Regions from separate parts of the Gossypium arboreum genome. Here regions 2 and 3 are each linked to region 1. Evidence: chromatin contacts called from public Hi-C data. All regions are on one chromosome and are shown on one strand. Each heading gives the region's core, a stretch centred on a gene start, on an enhancer-like site or on the middle of the called end of the contact. The rest is flanking DNA. Distances are from core to core; before and after follow the strand shown.

The links. Hi-C and Micro-C count contacts between places; a contact is called where the count stands out from the background.
Region 2: a Hi-C map of leaf shows a contact between it and region 1, with 4 times the contacts expected there. The contact joins the promoter of LOC108469639 here to the promoter of LOC108469590 in region 1. A contact is called at or near these places in 2 of 5 Hi-C or Micro-C datasets (both in leaf).
Region 3: a contact with region 1 is called in a Hi-C map of leaf, with 2.8 times the contacts expected there. The contact joins the promoter of LOC108469032 here to the promoter of LOC108469590 in region 1. A contact is called at or near these places in 2 of 5 Hi-C or Micro-C datasets (both in leaf).

The regions. Positions count from the first base shown.
Region 1 is chr8:16,823,780-16,828,758 of ASM2569848v2, forward strand. LOC108469590 (inactive poly [ADP-ribose] polymerase RCD1-like) reads right to left here and starts at 2,331. Exons shown (of 8, transcript XM_053018480.1): 1 at 1,947-2,331; 2 at 708-833; 3 at 1-562. The coding sequence starts at 446.
Region 2 is chr8:16,474,082-16,479,060 of ASM2569848v2, forward strand. It overlaps LOC108469639, which reads right to left and starts at 2,950. Exons shown (of 7, transcript XM_053018367.1): 1 at 2,573-2,950; 2 at 2,399-2,488; 3 at 2,159-2,313; 4 at 1,805-1,883; 5 at 1,441-1,560; 6 at 1,298-1,368; 7 at 824-1,204. The coding sequence starts at 2,680. The coding sequence ends at 973. It overlaps LOC108469640 (syntaxin-22), which reads right to left. Exons shown (of 7, transcript XM_017770601.2): 3 at 4,790-4,929; 4 at 4,460-4,531; 5 at 3,862-4,019; 6 at 3,664-3,764; 7 at 3,070-3,455. The coding sequence ends at 3,390. It overlaps LOC108469638 (calmodulin-interacting protein 111), which reads left to right. Exons shown (of 11, transcript XM_017770597.2): 11 at 324-729. The coding sequence ends at 384.
Region 3 is chr8:16,561,476-16,566,454 of ASM2569848v2, forward strand. LOC108469032 (dolichol-phosphate mannose synthase subunit 2) reads left to right here and starts at 1,925. Exons shown (of 3, transcript XM_017769920.2): 1 at 1,925-2,096; 2 at 2,278-2,370; 3 at 2,468-2,819. The coding sequence starts at 2,281. The coding sequence ends at 2,620. It overlaps LOC108467708, which reads left to right. Exons shown (of 2, transcript XM_017768448.2): 2 at 391-1,203. The coding sequence ends at 853. LOC108469069 (probable calcium-binding protein CML11) reads right to left here. Exons shown (of 2, transcript XM_053018212.1): 1 at 4,731-4,979; 2 at 3,962-4,606. The coding sequence starts at 4,553. The coding sequence ends at 4,053.

The DNA.
Region 1 (4,979 bases), core at 1,081-3,580:
TGTCTCATGCCAGTTTTCAGCTCCAATCGAAACATATGCAAGAAATCTAACACAAAAGATTGACTGTCTATCTCAACCTCAATAGCAGGCTTCTTTCTGACGAGATCTTTCCTGATTGAGGCAATAAGATCATTGGGAAAATCAGTCCATTCACCTTTCTCATAGAACATTATGCGCTTTGGAATGCCTGTTTTCTTAAAATTTGAATAGCAAAGTAACAAAGATCTTTTTGAAGTATAACCACAACTCACAACTCTGCCTTCGCAATCCTCCAATCTCCTGCGCTTGTCATGTTTCTGGAAAGCTAAACACAAGCTGGGCAACTGTAGTGGTACCAGATGCGAGGCCCCAGGAAAATGTGTTGTATGCTGTGTTTCCCGCTTCCTCTTCATGCCATGTAGAACCAAAGGCTTACTATCCAATACCATGGCGTTCGGTGCTTCCATTTCTTCCTAGATCAATCCCTATCAACAGGTTTAAAACCAATAGTTCTACTGTAAAAACGAATAGAAAGTCTAACCTTCTACCGAACTACAGGAACAGTCTCCTAAAAGTTGAAATCCTGAAAAAAAGAAATAAAAAAGGTCAGGGCATTAAATGGCCTAGATATGAAATCATACTAATTGGAATATAAGCAATAATCAAGCAACTGATAGCATATGAAACCAAACTTAATAGAATCGCCACAAGGCAAGAGGATCGCATACCTAGAACTGCAGTTAGTGTCAATCCTGTACATGTTCATGTTGCACATATCCATGTTGTACATGTTGATGTTGCACATATTAATCTTGGACATGTTACTCTTCATTTTCTTTCCTAACAATTATTTCCTAGAAGAAATAGCAACTTCTTTATTACTCTACAGCATTTGGTACCCTGCCTCCCACAGCATCACATAACAATACCTACAAATATTGTAGCAAATAAATTTATAAAAATTATGTTTCAACAATTCTTCGGTTCCCATTTTTTATTGTAGCAAATAAATTTATAGAAATTATGTTTCAACAATATTTATAAAAATATTGTACATGTTGATGTTGCACATATTAATCAGACATCTGACCAAAAATAAATTAGAAATTTTCACAAAACTGCAAAATTTACTCAGAGCAGAATTAGTATGATACTAATTACATAAATATCGAAACACAACCGGCGTTGACCTGAGAATATGAGCTTTTTTGAATAACAAGTATAGTCACGACAATCCCCCGGTTGACCTCGAAAAGAAAAAAAAACCAGCCAAAAATATACCAAAAATTTAAATCCTATGCTGATTTCTGTTAAGAAAATTGAGCAAAAATTAATGAAACCAAAGAAAATTAAGATTCGGAAAAAATGGAAAATTCTTACAAATACATAAAGACTCGAGTGTGTTTTTTTTTGTGAAAAAAATAGAAAATCAGCCTAAAAAATATTTCATCCAAATCATCAAACTAAATATATTTCTACACTAATTAAAAAAACTAAGAACATAAGATGACAAGAAATCTGGTGTTTCACGTGATTAGAATGGTGATCGAGAATTAAAAAAAGAAAATACAAAATTTCAACCGTGGAACATAGATTCCTAAAATTAAAAACTAAAAAAATGTTTTCTATAACTGAAAACTGAGTCAATCAAAAAAGAAAAAGAAAAGGAGAATATCAATATTCTACAAATCCGCAATTTCTCACAAAAACTGCAAGGTCGAAAAAAAACCTAAAATGAAAATCCTAAAGCAAAATTCTCAAAATTAACATATCATAATGTTTTTATTGATCCCCCTAGAAAACCAATTATCACAGAAATCAACCATCAAAAGAATTAACCATTCAACAAATGAAGTCAACGCCTTCCAGATGCCAAGATCAGGGCCGATCTATATAATTCGTTGTCAAAAACTTAATCAAAGAAAATAAAACGGAAAATAAAACTAAAAGAAAATGGAAAATATTACCTGCAGATGAGATAAATTTTGGAGTGATTGATTTACTTTTCTGTTTTCTAGAAGGTGGAGGGATGGGAGAGAGAAGAAAATAAAAGAAAAAGAAAAGTTAAAAACCCTAACTCAAAGAATTAGTTACTATTTTCTTTTGCGCTATCTCGCCTTCTTGGACGAAAAGCAAGGGCGAACCGAACCATCAAAACGAGTTGAGGATAAAGTTACAAGCCCGTCACAAGTTATGCTGTCACCAAGTCTATCTTTGATTGGATCCGTCATCCACGACTTCGAAATTAAACGAGAGGCAACATGAGGGTCATTTCGGGATTTTAAAATTCATTCATTTAAAGCGTAAAGGCGGTTGCTAGGAAGGGTAATTGGGGGAACTAAAAAAAAAAAGCCGGAAAAACAAGGAGCTTACTATTATAGGTTTTTATATATTTGGATGAAAGCAAAAATAACTCAGTGTAGGCCCCATTAGAAGATAAACTTCCTGTCAAACTCACAATTATTGACTGAAAATTCCTTTTTCATGATTATTTACTGGAATTTGTGACACTCTTTAAAAAAAAATTAGACGCTTAGTATATATCTTAAGTTTAGATGGACGGTATATTTAATTGTGATTAGTTTAAAAGTAATAATAATAGTAAAATTAGATATTATAATAATCGTATAGCATAAGAAAAAATTAAGCTAAATGTATTGTATTTTACTATTTATCCAAACTCATTTTAAGTTAAATTAAATTAAAATATATTTTAAAATTTTATATATTTTGTAAATTTAGATTTTTTTATCTTTACAATATAATTGCTTATTACGTGGTATGATATTTTGAAATTAAATCATGTAAAAATAAAAATAGCATTGAAAATATTGATTGAATGTTTTTAAAAATACACATTCAAAATTGTCTTAATAAAAAAATTTCGTGGAATAGTATATTTAGAAAAAATTAGTGTCGGTATTTTGATTGAAATAGTTAATAATATTAATTAACTGTTTAAACTAATTAATAACATTATAAATGTAGATAGATCAAATTATGTAAAAATTTAAAGTATATATAAATTAATCTCAAGTTTCAACATAGTTTAGAGGTGAAAATTGAAATTTAACCATTATCTTATAAAGTCAAGAAAAAGCGATGCAAATTTAAAGAAATAGAAAGCCACATGTTAGTCTGTAAGACTTTTAAAGTATTAAAAAGTTAACAATATTAATTATTTGTAATAATTAATGACATGTAAAAATATAAAGACCAAATTATATTAGAAATTAAAATATATAGATTAAACCTTAAACTAAAGTATATTAGAGATCAAAATTAAAATTTAACTATTTTTATAAAATAAAAATAAAATAGCATTGTGGATGTTTCACTTGTCAGCTAAAAGAAAGGTCATTTGAACTTTTTTTTTTAGAATATCAATTAAACTCCCTTTTATATCTAGCTATATAAGCATGTAGGCAAAATAGTTACTTCATGGAAAAAAAAGTAAGTTTTTAAAGAAATTATATAAAAATTAAAACACGTGTATATATATATTATTTTTAATAAAATTAGAAATCCTATCACATACGTATGCATGTGGAAACTATGTACTTGGCATGGATTCAAATCCTACCTCGTGCAAAATTTTTATTTATTTTTAAATAAAAAGACTAAAATACCTTCGAAGAAAATAACTTATTTTAATTATGGAAGAACATCTTCATAATTTCACTAAACGAGTTGGTGCCTAGTTGACTCGTAACACTAACTCAGATATTTTATTAATACTAGTACAATCATGCAAAATGCTCCCAAACTCAGAAAGATTTGTCATAGTAGTTCTCAATGTGGCTATGACCAATTCACAATCTGACTCAATGACCCCCTCCTCAAAACCTTCTTGTTTCAACCATGATAGAGCCTCATATATGACAAACAAATTAGCCATGTTATTGTTGAACCCTCAAAGTAGCGAACTAGAAACACCCTAGACAAAAGCCTCCATATGAGAACGGACAACAACAAATGAGGAACGTCTCTGCTCGTTGTTAACTATCGCATCCACGTTACACTTTAGCCATTCCAGATCAGGTCTAAACTAATGCTCACTATTATCGCACCTCGACAATAGGTTATTGTAAATTGTTAACAATGTAAATTGTTAATAATGTTACGAGCATCCATCCAATCTTGTAGAAAATGATCAGCAATCAAAATAACTGTAAGGACACTATACTTTATTACCAAATGAGAAGATTTCAATGTAGCCAGAGACTCTAAGTCATTGTCAATATGCGGTGGTGAGAATGAACAACAACCAAATCGAAAATGGTGCTCAAGAAGGAAAAATCGACTATGATTCCACTACCAACCCCAACTCCCGCCAAACAACCATAGCAATCAGGCAATATATATTAGAACATGCTCTACACTTTTGACACCCCACAATGAGGAAAAAGGGAAATGATCGGACAACCAATATCAGCAACGCCACCTTTATACTGGAGAAAACACTGTAAGCAACACCACTAGAAGTCGATGACATTAGGATGGACCTCTAAATTCCTCAACTTGTTCTAAGGCCTCTCAATAGCAAAATTCATAACATTGGACAGCGTGTTCAAAACCAGCATGTATCTCAACTTAACCCCGTACTCACTCGATCATGTGAAATGCCAAATTTGTCTATCTCTCAACTTATCGGTTGCTAAATGGATTGGTAACACTCTTTGCACATCAAAGGGGCCAATAAACCATCAACCATCGCCAAATCCCATCCAGCCTTGTTCTAATTGAAAAGATCGTACAGTCGAAGCTCATCCATACCATCCAAAAAAGTAGAGGCAACAAAAAAGTTTGAATCATCCGGAATCCAAGGTTCATTACAAATCTGAATATCATGCCCCAGACCAACCTACCATCAAACTCATTGAGCAAGCAAACATTTGGTTGCTAGAACACTTTTCTAAATAAACGAAGGGTTCCTACATTTTATAAAGTCAAAGAACCCATAATGGGAAAAATATTTGGCTTTGATAACATGAAAAAGA
Region 2 (4,979 bases), core at 1,700-4,199, 350 kb before region 1:
AAATATTAATCCAAAAGAGCCAAAGTGCTAAAGCTCAACTGTTCCGTATCAGATCTTATAGGATGGCAACCCATTGCACTGTTTCTGTTAGAAGAAACCAAACTATAGTGATCAACACACTTTGTGACATAGTTGAAGGCTTTTCTTTTTTCTTCCTGCTGGTGGGGTTTAGAATTTGATAGCATCAAAATTAATAAAAAAACTAGTTTGGTTTCTATCAAGGAAAGATGACTTCTTTGATGTTATTAGTAGTTGAAACTTTGGAGTTCTGTAATATGAATGTGATTGAATCAATGTGGTTTATTCTCTCAATCTAAATGCAGGCAGACTGTAATAAAGCCCGTCTCAGAGTTGTTTGGTGGCTTGGCAAAGCAGCCATCATAGGCTCAGAGAATGCTTTCATCAAGAATACATTAAACAAAATGTCCAGCCCAGTCCAGTGGCTGTGGAAAGAATGGAGCAATTAATATGTGCATTTTATATCAAATGGAGTTAGTTTTGGCAGTGAGATGGAGTTTCAGTTTAGCCGTGTCTGGTTCAGGATTTTTGCAAGTACTATCAATGCTAGAAGATGCAGTAGAGTAGAACGGATTTATGGAAACCCAAAATTTTGACTTGGCTTGCCTTGTAAAATGTAATAGCACGTCTATATATTTGTAATTTATTGATCTTCAGAGTTCTTTGAGGACCCCTATAAGTTTTATCTAATGACCTAATTTCTCCTTAAAACAGTGCTAATTTCATTATCTACTATAATTATTTCCTTTGGATTAGAGATAACAACAATTGAAATATATATTATCTATTAATTAAGTCCCAAAACTTCAGTGTCATGAATCAAGTATGAAATTATATATAATCATTAAGAAAAATTCAAAAGTCGGTTTTCCTTTGCACTGCTACAACTTGATAGATCACTGACAGCTCCAAATTGAATGCCGAAAAATAAAACAGAATTCCTATGAATCAACTTTATTCATCTACCTCAGACTTCACAAAGAACTCGATATAAGCAATTCGACTAGGTTGCTGATGCCCAGCAGAATCAATATGAGGATGTGAAGTAGCTGATCTAGCAACTGAAACCAAGTGTTGAACTTTCAACATCCCTCCTCTCCCAATGGTCAGTTTACTTCCTCTGTTATCTTTAATAACACTGCTGGGTAGATTCGATGTTGTTGCTCGAAGAAACTTGTATTTATACCTGCCAAGTTCCAACACAGTAACAGATGATATTGGTTTGCTTAAGTGAAATGGTAAGTATATGATATAAAGAATCAATTGAAAATAAACATACCTATAGGATACTTGGCAATCACAGTGAAATGCAATCACAAGATCCGTATTTACATAATAGGTGAAATCTATCTGCAAGAAAGGATGAGTAGTTAAGCTTCCGAGTGGTCAAAAACCTCAACGGATGTGGAAGTAAAACAGCACCTGCAAGTCTCCATGGCCTTCTCCTTTAAACGTAATGCATGGGGGATCTGGCTGTAGATTGATCTGGATGCTCGACCCTGGCCATTCTAGATCATCAATTGCTTCTTTTAATGCTGCGGACTGAATAAAAAACTATGGTTGTAATTTGCAGCCGTAAGAATTGGTTGAACCTAACAGGATCTTAAAGCAAAAGTGGACATTCCAACCATGTAGTATCATCTTCTTAATAGAAGACAACAATGGTGTCTGGAAAAGCTCAAAAATCCATTACATCAGAGATTTAGGTGTACAAGGGGTTGAAGCAGCCATTAACCATGCTTTGTTCTTTCTTATATGATATGATCACACCACGAACATACAATACCTTGACAGTAAAAGTAAGTGGCGTGCTTCCGGCAGGTTCAAAGTTGTAGTCCCATGAAATTGTATCTGGAATTCTTGTCCTGATTTCCGCATAAATACAAGCATCAAGTGAATCAACAGACCTAACAATCATTGAAAAGAAAAGAAAAAAAAAACAGTCACACCAGGAGCTGAGTTTTTAAATATGTAGAAATCAACTTAATCATGGATGAGAGGGACCTTGCTCCCTTGACTTATTTAAGTTGAAATTAGATACAATTGGAAATTCATACCGTATTTACCGGAGTTATTCTCAACATTGAATTGAAATTCTACTATATTAGATGCTGATAAAGAAAGAATATGATTTATATACTTGATAAGAAGCTGCATATCAGGTCCTGGGTATTGAATCTCGATCATACTTGAACGTCCAGGTGCAGAAAATGAGTTCAAACAGTCGACAAAGAGGCCCAAACTTACTCCAAATCGTGGTCGCCCTTCAGCATGATATTCATAGCGAACGAATAGCTGAAAATAGGAAAGGAACGGCTGAAGCTCAAACAGCTACAGATTAACTAAAATAAATGGGGAAAAGAAGAAGAAAAATGAGTACCTCACGTTGAAGATAAACTTTGGCTTGAAGACAACCAGTATCCTCCACGATCAAAACGACACCATGCTCTGATAATTCCACCACTGCGTCCTATGCTTATAGCAAAAATAGCAAATTGAAATCCCCAAAACCCTAACCGTAAATTTTCAAAAAAAGAAAAGAAAAGAAAGAGACCTGATGGCGTTTCCATCGAACGGCAGAGAGTGCGTCGACCATACCTTGGACGTTGTCCAACTGGCACACCAGATCCGGCGCTTCTGCTTCTACTGCCGACGAGCTCATCTCTTCCACAATCTCTCTCTCCTTGTTTTCCTTTCCCGCCAATTCCCCTCGAGACCTAAAAGACCGGTGATCTACTAATCTTTTCCAGCTCAGCAGTTTTGAAGACCATTAATTCTGATGATTTTGTAATATAAAAGGTGTACTACAATTTTCAACTCAAATAGTTGGAATAAATAAAATTATTACTTGAGATTAAATTTAATTAGTGTGAAAGTCATGGATTGTTGGCATTGATCCAGCCCTTCATATCCGCTCTTTCAATTGTATTGGCACCAAACCAATTTCTTAGACATCGGCCAACATGAATTTCTACTTTTTTTTTTTTATGGGATGGAAATCAGAAAACCTAGCATACTTTGAAGCAATGCATAAATATTTTAAGCTAGCTATTTAACAACTCATAGATATATATTTATATAGAAAGACAAAGAATTGCAACTCTTATTACAACACGAAAGCTGTAAAGACATCCTCAACAAAAAAACCAAAACACCAACTTAGAAAAGAGACACTCCGCCAAAGATTAACCAAAAATATCATTATGATTTACTGATAATCACATGCTATATACTTGAAAAACTATTAAGCGAATTCGAGTCAGCCATCATGTCTTGCAAACAAACGTCAAACACATTACTCAGAAGACCACATTCTTGCTGCTGGGAAGATCTTTTGAGTTTGCCCTTGATCATCTTGGACGACTTTCTGATTAGGCTGCCAGTACTATGATCACTATCAGAAGCACAATTCCGAATATCACCAGGAGCAAGCATGCCTGCCCAAAAAAAATATAAACATATTAATTCCTTGGAATGAAGGCGGCTTTGTATAGGCAGGTCAGAAGACAGCTTACGAAAACCCCACACAAGTCCCATTATTACAATTAAAAGAAGCAAATACCTAACCTCTGTTTTAATTGTGTTTTACATGCAACACACAATTTTAACTTCATAAAATAAAAGAAACAGAGCATTGTATGTTACCAGAGAAGAATTTGATCTCTGGCTCTTTGCGGCTTTCACGAGATGGGATTTTGCCTGTGAAGTGGCAGCCTGGGAATTTTCAATATGGGTCCCGATGTCATCTGCACCACAGATAAACTTTCAGTACTTCTCTACATGATCCAGAAGTTGAGAACAGCCATAGTTAACTCAATGCAAATGATTAAATATTTTTTTTACCAATCATAGTTCCCTGCTCATGAACTAGCACAGCAAGATCTTTGAAGATCTCGTTCACCTCACCAATTTGCTGCTGAATTTCTTGAATTCCTTGTTCTCTTTCATCAATGATAGCCTCATTAAATGCAATCTCATTATCCAACAGCACGACCTCTTGTCTGCAAGGAAGAATACTCAAAAGCTAAAGGCTGCAGTTGGACTATCAAATTCAAAAAAATCAACAATAAGATAACGCAACAGATAAACAGTTTAAACAAATAGCTTCCTTGTATTACACAAGGTTTTGTTCTTAAAGTTCTCTAGACAATACATATTTTAAATATGCATGGAATGGAGAAAAGAATATGATTATAAACCTTCCCACAAGTATCTAGGAAGCACAAACTAGGATCTTTTGATTACTTTTGTTGCTCCAATCTTATAAAGGCATATTGATATACAAGCAGGCAAGTATGCATGTAGACACATGGACGCCGGAAAAAAGAACTGGCACAGAGGGTTCATACAAATCCAGAATTTATTTAGAAAAGTCAAAAGTGATCCAAACAGCCTGCAACATGCAATGGGGATGGCTTGCTAAAATTCCTAAAGAACTTACCTTCTTTCAACAAGAAGGGCTCGCTGTTCAGCACTTTTATTAGAACCTGCATCCATCTCATCTGCCGTGTAGCTGCATATAACAGGAAGAAATCTCGAGTATAAAAATAACATGCCAAAGCCTAAAGCAGGATTGAAGAGTACCAAGTAACAATTTAAATTTGCAACCAGTAAATGGCAGAAATTTCAGTATTCAGTATAGAGGTTTTTATGTCATTTGTCAAAACCACGTTGCTAACGACTCAATTTTCCATGTATGAAACTAACACAAACACATAGAACTCACTCTGCCACACATCCATGTACATGTAGGCCCTCCCATGATACATACCTTGCAGGAAGAGCTGACTGGGGAACAAAAGGGGAATATGAAGTTTCTCTTTCAGCTGCAAGCCGTTGAGCCTTCTGAAACTCTTTCAAAACTGCTTGAAAATCTTTTGCAAGTTTGGCATCTGTTATCTTTTTGCTTGTCTACAATTACAAGGAAACAAAAGGCATCAAATTCTTACTTCGTATGACTT
Region 3 (4,979 bases), core at 675-3,174, 260 kb before region 1:
TGCATGCTGCACAACCTCAGTGATTTGGTTCTTTAGCTAATAAGGTAGGTGCAGGATGACTGTATAAAGTGCCGCGGGTTTCCTTACTGTATGATTTAAACGTCCACCAAGTTCACTGCTTCTAAGGGAGAGAAATATGGGTGAAACACCTGAACTAACTCTTGTAATCTATGCTTTATTCCTAAGAGTTTCAGTGTTTCACCAATGTTGAAGTGACTTTAATTTTGTGATGATGTTCCATCATTTTTACATTTGGGTAGTGAGTTTAATGTATAGACAATAATGTAATCCTGAATATCGGTTGCTTGTGATGTGGACTCGAAAATACCTTCTCTAATTTTTCTTTTTGTTTCCCTTCTAAATCGGAAACTGTTTCTCTTCTGTGACCAGACGAACACGTGATGTATTTGACATAGCACTCAAGGTTCACCAGAATATACAACAGAGAGACTTGGAAGTTGGTAGGAACCTTGGTAACTGGATCCTCCGCTGGCTTGACAAAATGAAACCTTCTGCCCAAATCCGACCTCCAAGCCACCAGAAACCCCACCATGGTACCGGCAGTGCAAATATGAACATCACAAAGCAAGTGAATAACTCATCAAAAACTCCTAGAAGCTTGCAGACACCACGAAATGGTGAAGCTGATAGACGTCTTTTTAGTTCATCAACGTATATGCTGTCTAAATCCCTCCCTACAATTGCAATGATGATTCGGCCACCAAAGGCTGCTGGAAACATGACTCAGTACAGGCATTTGAGCATCAATGGACCTCACACACTGAGGTTGAACTACACACGAGGCGAAGGACTTATTAGAAAGGATATAATGCAATGGATGCTGCACAACTGAAGATTTGAAACTCTTTTCCGTTTGCATTTGTGGACTTCAGAAACCCCCTATGGTCGTGGAAGGGGGTATGTTTGGTGCTGGAAATTGTTTTCTTGAAAGGATACATTGCTTTTGAGTTTGGCCTGTTCATGGGACAATAAAATGTACTTGTCATCTGCGTTTGTAGATTCTTTCGAGTCTATATGTTCCAGCATTCTGTTGCTTGGAGAACACAGATGTTATGACATTGTCGTTATGTTATACAAGATCTGTGAATCATTTGGTTTGCCATTGCCATATGGAAATTTTCTTTGGACACTATTTGTGATAACGTTGAATTTTACTTAAATTTGATTACCAATCTTATGTAATTGTAGTAGCAATCTTGTTTAAAAGGGACTTTCAGTTTCATCCGATTGGTACCTATTACATTAAATTACATTTAAACCAAAATCGACTGAAGAACTGAGGTATTGGTTGTCCTTTGATTGAACAAACTTCGAAACTCTCGGGGTTTGAAATCAACATTTTCAAAAGGCTACAGGGGCTACATTCGATATTTATCATCATTTTTAAGTCAAGAACCGAAGATTCCTAATAATAATAAAATAATGGTCATATTCTGCTATTAATCCCTGTACTATGCATAAGTTACAGATTTAGACCTTGTTTTTTAATTTGTAGAATTTTAGTTTTTGTACTTTTCTAATTTTGAAATTTCAGTTTGACTCAAACGATAGTAGTCAAATTTTGTTAAGTTAAATTCTGTTCAGAATCTTACTTAGCAAATATATTATCATATGTAATACCACGTCAACTTGTCATTGTCATACAATACTCACGAAACCTATCATTTGTGTAAGGATTGAAATTTCAAATTCTAGCCACTAAAATTTATCAAATTGAAGAATAATGTTCAAATTCACATCTTACAATAATATAAGACTAATAACAAAATTTGATCTATCAAATTTAATTGCTACCATTTGGATGAGGACTGAAATCTCTAAACTCGACTATATCAAATTAGACTGTATGGATTAAATCCATAACTTAGGAATAGTACAGTGACTAATGTGAGAATTTCACCTAAAAAAAAAAAAAAAACAATTCTGTCGTCGCATAAAAATTACGCTGCATTTTCCCCTAATCTTTTGCCTCCACTCAAATAATCGACTTTCGTTCTTTCCGTTCATCTTGTCACCGTCAGCCGCGGAACCGTTGTAATCCAAGCTAGCAATTACCAATCTGTGCTCTTGCAAAGGTAGTTTCTCCTGTTATCTGATAACTTTTCCCCTCTTAATTTGTGCACCTTAAAATCTTAGAAGCTTCATGGGGATTTGGTTTTGCGACCCAATTCATAGATTCTTGTGGAAGCTAACGAATTCTGGAAATATAGATAGTTATTACTTTTCTTATACATCATTGGGTTTTGATATTATCAGAGAATGGAATTAGCGGATCGAGCAGTTGGGTTTCTATTATCTATTACCAGTCTATCAATATTCACGTATTATACGTTTTGGGTCATCATCCTGGTCAGTATCTGATGTTAATAGTACTACTTACTTTTCAATTTTAATTGAATAGTAGGACCTATTTATCACCTGCTGATTGATTCTGATTTCTGGACAGCCATTTGTGGACAGTGATAACTTCATCCACAACTATTTTCTACCCCAGGAATATGCCATACTGATCCCTGTGTGTGCCGGTGTGGCGCTCCTTTGCCTCCTCTGTATTTTTATTGGGCTCGTGCTGCTCAAATCCAAGAAGAAGAAGGCTTGAAGCTTGATGCTACTTTATCATCTCTGCATAAAACATGCCTTGGGTATAGCATTGCTTGTTTTCTTCCATGTATTTTTGCTTCGAATTTAAGTTTTGAGATGAGAATTTGTGTTTAGGCCATCATAATTTGTTAAAGATTGTTGCATTTGAGGACAACTTTATTTGATTTTTCTGTCTAATATACAACTGCTACAGAGAACCCAGTGTATTTTTCTTTCTTTCTGAAATGGCTAAAGCCTGAAGTCTTTCAGTTTTCCATTTCTCATCATCATGTTTTTTCCTGCTCAGTTTATTGGTATTTTAGTAGGCTTGTTCAATGTCCAAATTAAAATATATTTTCATGAGAAGCTGTTTAGGGATCTTCTCTCTTTGTCAATGTTTTGAGTTGCATTGCATTGAATCCATTAGGCTTTGAGAGATCGTTATTCGTTAGAGACTTCTACACATGGCCTTAATGACTAATGAGCACAAAAATCCTTGTATATTAGAATAATGAGCAGGATAATTATGTTCGTAATAGTTGAAGAAAAAAATATGGTTAGTTTTATGAGGTAGAGTTAATCAAATGACACTAATATGGTTCCTGACCACGTTTCGCATTTGGTTAAATATTTATTTTATACTAAATTATAGAGTAAAAATTTAAAGCTTGTAATTTCTCTAAGTTTTATATTATTTATATATTTAGAATTTAGTCTTCATATTTTTATTTTAAGAATTTAATTAATGTACCTTTCTAGAATTATATTATCACTTCAAAGGCCTTCCTTTGTGGCATTTTTAAGTGATATGGTACCAATAATGTATGACATAGGATGTGTTTAATGCTATATGTCAAGTTTTTTAAGCTACAATAATTATGTCGCATCATATTTTAAATTAATGTAAGTTTTAAGCTATAATAATTATATTTTAAATTAATGTGATACGACAATTTTTTTCATGTATTTATAGTACACCACAAGAAAATTGAAGAAAAATTAGGTGACGTTTCCTCTTCAGAAAGAGTGATATGAAGTTACAACCATACCATGCATTGAGCTTTATACATCACAAAGAAATACCAAATTCAACCAAACGTCATGGGAAAGAAGCTGATCTAAAACGAGGATGCCCCAACACAGTATGAAATTGAAAACAAGAATAATGCAGGGACTGAATGTCACAAAAACCCTTTTGTGGGATGCCCCCCCTCAATCTAAACTGTTGAAATGCATTGGAAATTGGAATAATATGAAAATCATTGTTAAAATTGCTTCAGCGGTTGTCATCAAATTTCACGGTCATTGGACGATTGCAATCTCATCATCAGAAATAACTACGAAAATTAACACCAAAAAATGATAGAAAATTGATCCACTGTTTAACTGAAAATTACAAACCAAAAAAATCAAAACACAAATAAAGTGGATAAATAGAATGAGAGTTGAAATCAAGCCCAAGAATTATTTTGAAAAGCAGCGGAAGTAATGGCCTGAGAGAACTCGTCGAAACTGATCCTCCCATCACCATCCGCATCGGCTTCTTTGATCATCCCTGTCAACTCCTCTACAGTCAATGCATGTCCAAGTTTGGCCATTGTCTGTGCTAACTCGGCAGCAGTGATAAAACCATTACCGTCCCTGTCAAACATCTTAAACAGCTGCTTCAATTGTTCCTCGCTGTACGGTAACTTCTCCGGCTGCAGCTCCGGAGCCAACATAGCCACAAACTCCGAGAATTCGATCAGCCCATTGTTATTGGAATCAGCCTTTTGTATAAGGTCTTCAACCTGGTCAAGGCTCGGCTTTAGTCCCAAGGACCGCAACAGCGACCCCAGTTCCAGCTGTGTTAAGCTACCATCGTTGTTCCGATCGAAAGAAGAAAATATTTCTCGTAGTTCAGCCATTTGCTCCTCATCTAGCTTCGTTGGTTGCTTGTCCCCCATTTTCATAACAAACTTCTCTTCTTTATAATCCTTCTACACCTTGTATATCTCAATGCTTCCTACAAAACGTATCTCAAACCAAATAAAAGAAAATCAATCCAAAAAGAAACATTCGAATAAGAATTCTAGGAGTTTGCTAGCACAAGATGATTGTGGTGTTCCGGGATGAGAGATATTCCTCACCTTTTTTTTCTTGCGCCGAAAAAGAGTCTTGTAGGGATTCAACTCAAGGATAGCCTCGAAAATCCTTCTTAATCATCCTCCATTTTCTTGTAGGTACCCAAATATTGGATTGCACTAAACTAACAGAAAATCATATACAGAGAAAGGCGATGATTTCCTTTTTGTTAAAAATTAAAATTTTGAGCAACACCACAAGCATATTCAAAAGAGATGGATAGTCAACCTCATGAAAAATAAAAAATTGAAAAT